Linked DNA regions of Mus musculus: all the other regions are linked to region 2. Evidence: chromatin contacts called from public HiChIP or PLAC-seq data. All regions are on one chromosome and are shown on one strand. The core of a region is the stretch at or near the end of the contact, and the rest is flanking DNA. Distances in the headings are between cores, read along the strand shown. Region 1 has its middle 46 kb from the start of 4930598F16Rik. Region 2 has its middle 45 kb from the start of Fam174a. Region 3 overlaps St8sia4 (ST8 alpha-N-acetyl-neuraminide alpha-2,8-sialyltransferase 4).

Region 1 (2,896 bases), core at 330-2,829, 490 kb before region 2:
ATTTTTTAAAAAGTCATTGATGTTTTAAGCCTAAAAATCACCTCTAAGATCAAGACTAGTGAAATATTTTTTTTAAAAATATGTTCCATAAAAAATCTTCTATAAGTTTAATTCATGCTTTATACCATATGAAGGGAAAACATGAAAACAATTTGAAAATAAACCTCTAATCCTGAATCATGATGAACTTCACAAACAGAAAACAATTCTCAGTGGTCATACCAGCTCCAAACACAGGAGCGCACACATAGGAAGGGTTGCCCTTCAGGGTAGAGTATTCTTGATATGTTAGTGCATATACAACCTCAGACCAACTCGTCTAGTGAGGACTGGTGCTAATTAAAACCAGCAATAGTGGATGGCTTGCTGTGTGATGTCAAGAAAAGTCCAGTGGGGATCCAAAGTGTCATAAAGTGAAAGACAGAAGTCAAGAAACTCATTCCAGGTGTACAGGAATGTGATGCTAATGAAGATTAGGACTCTGGGGGTAAAATCTAAGGTCAAGAATTAAGTAGTTTGTTTCAGGAGAAACATGCATTGATATTCTGAAGAATAAAAAAAGAGAAGGAAACAAAGAATATTTCATGGTCTTTCTTGTCACCCCAGTGTCAAACCAATGGTTAAAGTATGGCTATATACACACTATCTTCTAAACATTTATCCCCTTACTTGATATCGTCCTCCAGGAAACCATCAGGGTGAAACCCTGTGGCCAGCTTCTCTTGCCTTGCTTCTCAGCATAAGCACCATGCAAACTCCAACCTCAGTGGGATCCCAGAATTCATCTTTAAACAGACAATGCATTCTTTGAAATTATCATTCTTAAAAATTACACTTCTAATTTTTCTTTATGTTATTTTATATGCCACTTAAGACCAGCCATGTCTCCCGTCACTTGCTCTGGTATCACTTTACCACATTCTCTAGTGTTCTGTAATGCAGAGGACATTCTTGCCTATCTTAAAACACAAGTACTGAAGTCAAAACATTTATCTTTTCCTGACATTCCAGAGCCGCTTTCTGATGATCCAGCTGTCACTCATCTTTAAACTCTTCTCCAGGAATCACAGGAGCAGATACCTGAATACATGATCCTTCTTAAATAATAAATTACAAATATGACCCTGATTGTGAGCACTGTTCATCTTTCATTTTCTCTTATATTTCAGCTCAATGTAATTCAAGAACATTGTTAAAATTCTCTTCATTTACATTATACCATGCATTAAAATTCTCCATACTATCATCTATAATTTGGCTATTGTTCTAGTGATTTTAACACTGGAACTTTACCATGGCTTTCAACAGCACTGTTTCAGTACAAACAACTCACATTTGCTTGTGGAATTTTAATTTTAAAATTCTCCTTAACATAGGCAGAATTCAAGTGCTTAAACTTTTGTAAATATATTATAGTTAATGGAAATTTTTAGTCTAAGTCATTTTCCCCAGTATAACGTCATTGTTTTTGCTACATTAAAGTACATTGGCTTCATATCCTGTTTACACACTGTGAAGGAATAGTATCTGTAACTCCCAGGGGAAAAAAGGCTCTACTCCTGGTCCAGAATGCAGTATGCCACTCTGCCTCTAGGTGGAGCTCTGATTTCTTTCTGTGCCACACAAACCTTTCTGTCATAGTTCCTTAAAACACCAAAGGAAGACAAATAACCTACATAAATGAAAAATAGAGATTGTAATCCACAAACCTATAAATGTGCTGCATTCCTATAGCTGAAACGTTGCCATATTAAAAATCCATTTAAATAAGACATATTTTTTTTCAGGAAGCCTGGTGATAAGAAAGAATATCTTAGTAATTTAATATCCTACTACTCCACACACAAATTTATCTTGAAAAACATGATGAATTTTAGAATATGAATATAAGTAAAGCATAAATCTTAAATTTAAGATTAACCATTATGTCAAATGTTGAGTTGTGCATGTCATTTATATAAATATTAAACTTGATGAATAACAATTTCAGTATCTATGATATACATATATATACACACATATCACTAATATTTCTGTTGTATGAAACAGGCACAGATTAAAAAGAAATATGTTTTCATCTGTTTTGACAACAAAATAAATCAATGTATTATGGCATTATTATTCTGTGAGTCATCAAAAATTACAACTGAGTTATTGAAAAAATCCTCAAATGAATGTCAAATGACTTTATTTGCCTTGTTTGATTTTTTTGCTGAAAACAATAAAACATACCTATCTAATCTATGAACCAATGACAACATATAAAGTTGGTACCTTTTAGCTCACTGCATCATTATTTGTCTATTTCACAATTATCTGTGGTGTGTTGATGCTTATTTTATCTCTAGCTCTTAAATATTGATACAGACTCAATAAAGTCTGACCACAGATTTTCATCTAATACATTCAATTAAAATAAGAGCTGAGAGTAGGTTCTATTAGTGTTATATACTAAGTACCTGAGTGTAAAAGTCAGAAAAATAAATAATTCTGAGAAACTTCTGAATCCAATAATAAGGGAGATAAATGGTACTAACTCCACAGCCAGTCCTACAGCACCCAGAGGAGGCTCCACTCCCAGGCACTCTAGCATGCCCAGGATCTTAGGATCAGGGGTGAGCAGGACACAACATCTGTTCTAAAACCACCAGGAATAACTGGGAACAGCAGGATCCAGGAGCACAGGAATCATGCCCAACCAGTGGCTCTGGTTCCTTCTGATCTGCCCTGATTTACCTTGGATGCTATCTCTGCAACCAGTCTCACAGCACCAGAGGAGACTCAAATCCCAGGAGCTCTAACACATCCTGGATCCCAGGAGCTTGGTCACACAAGAATCTGAACATTTCAGAGGCAGCTTAACTCTCAGGAAGTCTGAAACACCCAGAATCTTAGG
Region 2 (2,700 bases), core at 60-2,559:
CCAAACCTTGACGCTATTGTGGATGCAGGGAAGTGCTTGTTGACAGAAGCCTGATATGACTGTCTCCTGAGAGGCTCTGCCAGAGCCTGACAAATACAGATGTAGATGTACACAGCCAAATATTGGACTGAGCTGGGGTCCCCTATGGGGAGTTGGAGAAGGGAGTGAAGGAGCTGAGGGGTTTTGCAGCCCCATGGAGGGAGCAACAGTGTCAACAGGCCAGAACCCCTGGGGCTCCCAGGGACTGGACCATCAACCAAAGAATACACATGAAGGGACCCATGGTGCTGGCTGCATATGTGGCAGAGGATGGCCTTGTTGGACATCAGCGGGAGGAGAGTTCCTTGGGCCTGAGGGTGTTCGATGTCCCAGTGTGGGGGAATGCCAGGGCGGGGAGGCAGGAGTGGGTGGGTGCGTGGGGAGCACCCTCATAGAGGCAGTGGGAGGGGAGATGGGATAGGGGGCTTCCGAAGGGGAGACCTAGAAAGGAGAAACCATTTGAAATGTAAATAAAATATCCAATTAAAAAATAATGTTAAATGTTAAAACTGATAATAATATAAATTATAAGCGCTTCTGCTGATATTTGTCTGCCTGGAAATGAGAGAAACTGGATAGTGTTGTGATGTGGATTCCTAGGTGACAACTATTGGTTTCTTTCCATCTCTACAGGATACCTTGAAGAAAAGGACTGTTTGAAACCAACTGACTGGACTACCGTTATGCAGATCACAATTGCTGTAGAGGGACAACCGCCCTCCTGAAACCGCAGCTCAGTCTTAACTCTCTCAAGTACCATTTGCATGGGATACTTTGCTATGAAAAGCCCCAGGGTACTCATGGGGCTCTTTTCTACCCAGGCTGGAATGGGAATGGGGGCTCCTGGAGCTGCAATGGAACTGCTCTAACTATACAAGCTGGGCCAGCCTGTGGTCAGTGAAAACAAGAAACTTGCCTTTGAGTGTAAAGTTTGCTGTGATTGGTCAAAACACCCCTTCTCTGGCTACACAGAGAAGCTATGTGGTTCATGGGTAAGCTAGCTAAGAGATACTCCGCTGTTGTTGCGCTGGTGTTTCAACATTCAGCCCAGTGAACGACTTTCAATCGGGCATTGTTTTCCTTCCTTGCAATTGGCGAATGATCTCATTTGGTAGCATGAAGAAAGAAGTAGAGCGGAGATGACAGAGCTGTGGTAGCAGCAGTAGCAGTGAGTGAGGGAAGGTTGGAGAGCCAAGCTACAGAAGGGGAAAAGCAGCTGGCTGCTTTGACAGCTGCAGAAGAGCTTTTGAATATGTGGTGGTGTGGGAGAGAGTCCACAGTGAGTAAAAGCGAAACTGTGGGAACCACATTGCATTGACAGGTGCCAGAGTCAGAGTTGAGAAGTCAGCAGACCGACCGAGCTGCAAACACAAATATCAGGCTACACTGACATCTTCAAAAGAGGTGAATCTACGAGAGCAGCAGCTGGCGGTGACCCAAGCAGTAACAGAGAGAAAATGTTCTTTTATCTGCTTCATGTGCAGAGACAGCTGTGACAGTAGCTTTAGCAAGCTGCGCCACAAGCTGCTGTTAAATACTGAGGAATCTCAACATTAGAAGCACACGTAAGATCTTTAACACTCATAGGGTGAAAGGTCTTGGCTTCATTGCCCTGGGCAATAGATGCAACCTTCTTTTGCTCTTGCTTTTATCTGTTGCCAGACTCTATCAAATGTGAAGGAATGCAAAGGTTGCCAAGGGTTAGCACTGGAGAAGAGCATCTTCTTCCCTTCCCGAGGTTTCTATCCAAGTACAGTAAATGTATATCAGAAAGTTAACTGATAACAATGAAACATTTTAATCTTCTATACTTATTTACCATGTGTATATATGCACATGCATGCCATAGGACATATGGGGGTGTTAAAGGGCAGCTTTGCAAGTGTTCTTTTCTGCTTCCGTAACGTGAGTTCTCAGGATGGATTGAATTGGGGCCATGTGCTCCTACCCACTGAGTCATCACAGTGACGTCAATACAGCTATTTTGGTTAGCAATTTTATTTTGTTAACACTTATTGCTTAATTACTGATTTATCTATCTCTTTAATCTGTAGATATATCATTTTGCTAACTTCAATGGCAGTCAAACCCAAGATATCCCCACTGATTCAGCCCCAGTGATTCCCTTTCTGGCACTGGTGTTATGTAATCTTCCCCCTGTGATGATATTTTATCATTATGATTCATTATCTTCCTCTCATTATGCTATATCAACTCTGTTCTTCATGGCTGTTTTGCTCCCTCTATGTTATGGCTTTGAATAAGTTAATTATAATGTTAAGCTCCTTTGAAGGTCAGGTGGTAGGGAACTTGTAGTAAGTGTGGCTGGTATATGTCTAGGGCTCCCAGTCATACCTGGAGGTATATCTTTCCAGGGAAGTCACTAGATGAAAGTCAATTCCTGACTAATGTTTCAAATGCATCCTAGGATAAAACTTTAGCTGAAGAGACAGTTGAGATAGACCTATGTGCTGAAATGATAATATGTGTGTTCCGTTAAAACATATATTTTTGTTCACTTGTTCTGTAGCAACAGAAAACTTATACACTAGCAGGTCACACCTTTCATTTTTATAAACATAAAAATTCTTAAATGTTGCCTTTGTTTTGAAGACAATTTTATGCAAAACCCTCTTAAATAAAAGTGACAAGATTTTTTTT
Region 3 (2,700 bases), core at 77-2,576, 320 kb before region 2:
ATTTAGAATCAGGATCCAAAATAAGGCTGGGATTCAGCATCCACCACTTGACTGAGTAGCTGAAATGGAAGTCTGTGTGAATTCACCACCAGCTGATGAAAAACCTGCAAAGTGCTCTGACTACAACATATTCTGACTTCAAGGGTCCTAGTAAGTGCCACTTCCATGAAGAATACAGTTTGAATGTATTATCAGTAGTGTTTACAAGATTCAACAGTGCACTCAACATCAGTTAGCAAAGCAAACATGTTCATCACTGTGGGGCAGCCACTGTAATGCCAAGCACACTGGAAGAGGAACCCAGGAGCACAGCTCAGCCCTTGGGACTTGAAAACATCCTTAGTAGAAATGAAGAAGGAGAGAGTTCAAGCAGTGAAATCCATGACATGAAGCAACTTGAGGAAACGCTTTCAGTCAGGACACTGAGAATGGTCATGTTTACGTTTTGCTTATATTTCTTGTTTGTCTTCTGACATTTATTTTGGTTTGGGTTTGGGTGCTTAGAAATTCATTTGAGATACAGAAATGGGAAACACATGTGAATGAGAAAAACGAACATCAAACAGTCCTTTCTAAAGTCCTTATATATTTTTAAACAACAGTCACACCAAACTTATGCTTGTTCGTTTGTTTGTTTGTTTTACTTTGCACAACTCTAAATCTCTGGATTATAGATCAATGGTGTAGTGGGTACCAGCCAAACTATACCACTCGATATTAGTAGACTATTATGAAGGAGTGATATTTGAAAAATGGTAAAAATAGCAGAAAAGTTTCACTCTTGGTACCAAAGATTATATCATGTTCCTACACAGTAAGCCACTCTCCTGTTATAAAGAGAATATATTATTAACATGAACACATTTATATGAAGTTAATAGGAAACTCAGCTCTACACAGTTAAAAATTTCAAGTTCAAACATTACTTTTAATTTACTTCTTTGACATTTCATCATAATTTTGTGGAAATCCATGGCCAGGTAGATTGTTGGATTGAAGTAGCTGAAATGAGACTTCTCATTCAGTAAAATCTTCTTGGCTATTCAGGTGCAGAGATCAATATGAAGCACTTACTATTATTTTAAAATTTCTCTCCACAAAATAAGATGATTAACTGAGTGTTGTTTTCATAACAGGTAATTAATTCAAAGCAGTTTAACAATAACACATCAACAATACGTCAAATGAATTCAGTTAACAAGGATTTTTCTGTAGTTAAGTACAGTTCCATTATGACTGCATTTTTTAAAACAACATGAACTTACTCATAGAGTGACTTACTGACTTACATACGTGACTGAATTGACTGGTGGCCAGGCTTTCTGTTTCTTTTGAAAGCAGAACTATATTCTTACTTCTGCTTTTGCCTGCAGCAATTTAACATGACTTCCTGTTTCTTGGGGAAGGCAATCAGAAGAAAGCAGAAATGGCATGAAAAATGTGTATGTTTTGTTTTTCTAAGTCAGGCAATCTAAAATGAATGAAGAGCACAGCAAAGGTATACATATATATTATATATGTATTCATATTCTGGACAAGGATAGTCATGTAGTACAGTTACCAAATTTTTAATATTAGCTGCAGTGTTTTTTAAAACAGTGATAGAATCTCAGGATAAAAATAACAGTTTCTGAGAATCCATGTATCTATCAGAAAGGAAAAGAGAATGGATATGGGCATTTCATAACCAGTATATACCTTTATCATTAAATTTCATTTTTATTTCGCAATTCAATACATTTAATAAAAAGTGTTAAATATGTGTTATGTAGATGTTAAATTGAAAGTCTAATACACTGGATGTGTGATCATTGGATAATATATAAAACTTATTTTGAACTCTATGCAGATCTGTGTTCCCACCAACAGCTAACATGAATTCCTTAGAAATCCAGAGGTTGCAAGTAAATTCTGGCAAGTAAATTCTATCTTGGCACTCATTCAAAGTATGTATCTGAAAGCAGCAGCATACCATCTTGACTGAAATTTTAAGAAGGGAAAAAAAGATGTGTTTAAACAACATTTTGGCCACAGCAAGCACAGCTTAGCCATTCACTTTTGCATGCATTGATGTCTATCTCTTACATGCATTGAGTAGTGCCTTTTAATGTCTTTGCATTGATTCTTCACCCTCTGCTTTGTGTTTCCTAAATGCTTGCCCAGTTAGAGAAATGTTCAGTATCAAAAGGGCTTCAGATTTGAGAGATAACTACTTTTGTTCATCTCAGGGAACTTTCAGTACATAAGAATGGATTCAATTAAAGACATTTAGCACTCAAAGAGGAAATATTGTGTGAGATTATTTCATCCTCACACACACACCCTTTCATTTGCCATCACTGCTCAATCCCTATCACGGCTTTCTTACAGGAGGAAGGCAAGGAGAGAATTGAAGACTAACAGTAGAGAAAAGAGTTAGGACTTAACACACATGATGGCATAAGGAATCATAACAAAATCAAATTATAAGCATATACTTGAACTATCTGTGATTTCCTTAATATGGTATGCTAACAGCTTTATTTGTTTTATTTCCTTTTTCTAATGTTTTAATCATGCACTTGGGAATACCCAGGTAGCTGACTGTGAAATATCCCAGTCACTGAGCTAACATGATTGCTACTGTGCTTTTGACATGAACAGACCATGGAAATATTTTCATCATTGCTACTCAGCATAAACTATACTTAATAAAAAGTT

The links. HiChIP or PLAC-seq counts read pairs in DNA pulled down with a chosen protein or histone mark.
Region 1: a contact with region 2 is called in a RAD21 HiChIP or PLAC-seq map of pro-B cells, with 4 times the contacts expected there. The contact joins two enhancer-like sites. A contact is called at or near these places in 2 of 15 datasets of contacts at CTCF or cohesin (large pre-B cells and pro-B cells), 3 of 484 Hi-C or Micro-C datasets (the BV-2 cell line, cardiomyocytes and large pre-B cells) and 1 of 115 datasets of contacts at active chromatin or transcription factors (large pre-B cells).
Region 3: an H3K27ac HiChIP or PLAC-seq map of large pre-B cells shows a contact between it and region 2, with 2.1 times the contacts expected there. The contact joins two enhancer-like sites. A contact is called at or near these places in 1 of 15 datasets of contacts at CTCF or cohesin (pro-B cells) and 1 of 115 datasets of contacts at active chromatin or transcription factors (large pre-B cells).

Annotation. Positions count from the first base shown.
Region 1 is chr1:95,761,129-95,764,024 of GRCm38.p6, reverse strand. No RefSeq gene overlaps it. Among named protein-coding and RNA genes, the nearest start is that of 4930598F16Rik, 46 kb to the right of the region's middle. Within about 2 kb of position 1,579, at least 4 of the 459 cell types and tissues checked have an H3K27ac peak or open chromatin away from gene starts, as enhancers often do. A contact at or near this core is called in pro-B cells, where this site is marked.
Region 2 is chr1:95,266,885-95,269,584 of GRCm38.p6, reverse strand. No RefSeq gene overlaps it. Among named protein-coding and RNA genes, the nearest start is that of Fam174a, 45 kb to the left of the region's middle. Within about 2 kb of position 1,309, at least 100 of the 459 cell types and tissues checked have an H3K27ac peak or open chromatin away from gene starts, as enhancers often do. A contact at or near this core is called in pro-B cells, where this site is marked.
Region 3 is chr1:95,588,922-95,591,621 of GRCm38.p6, reverse strand. St8sia4 (ST8 alpha-N-acetyl-neuraminide alpha-2,8-sialyltransferase 4) reads left to right here. Exons shown (of 5, transcript NM_009183.2): 5 at 1-2,700. Among named protein-coding and RNA genes, the nearest start is that of St8sia4, 77 kb to the left of the region's middle. Within about 2 kb of position 1,326, at least 85 of the 459 cell types and tissues checked have an H3K27ac peak or open chromatin away from gene starts, as enhancers often do. A contact at or near this core is called in pro-B cells, where this site is marked.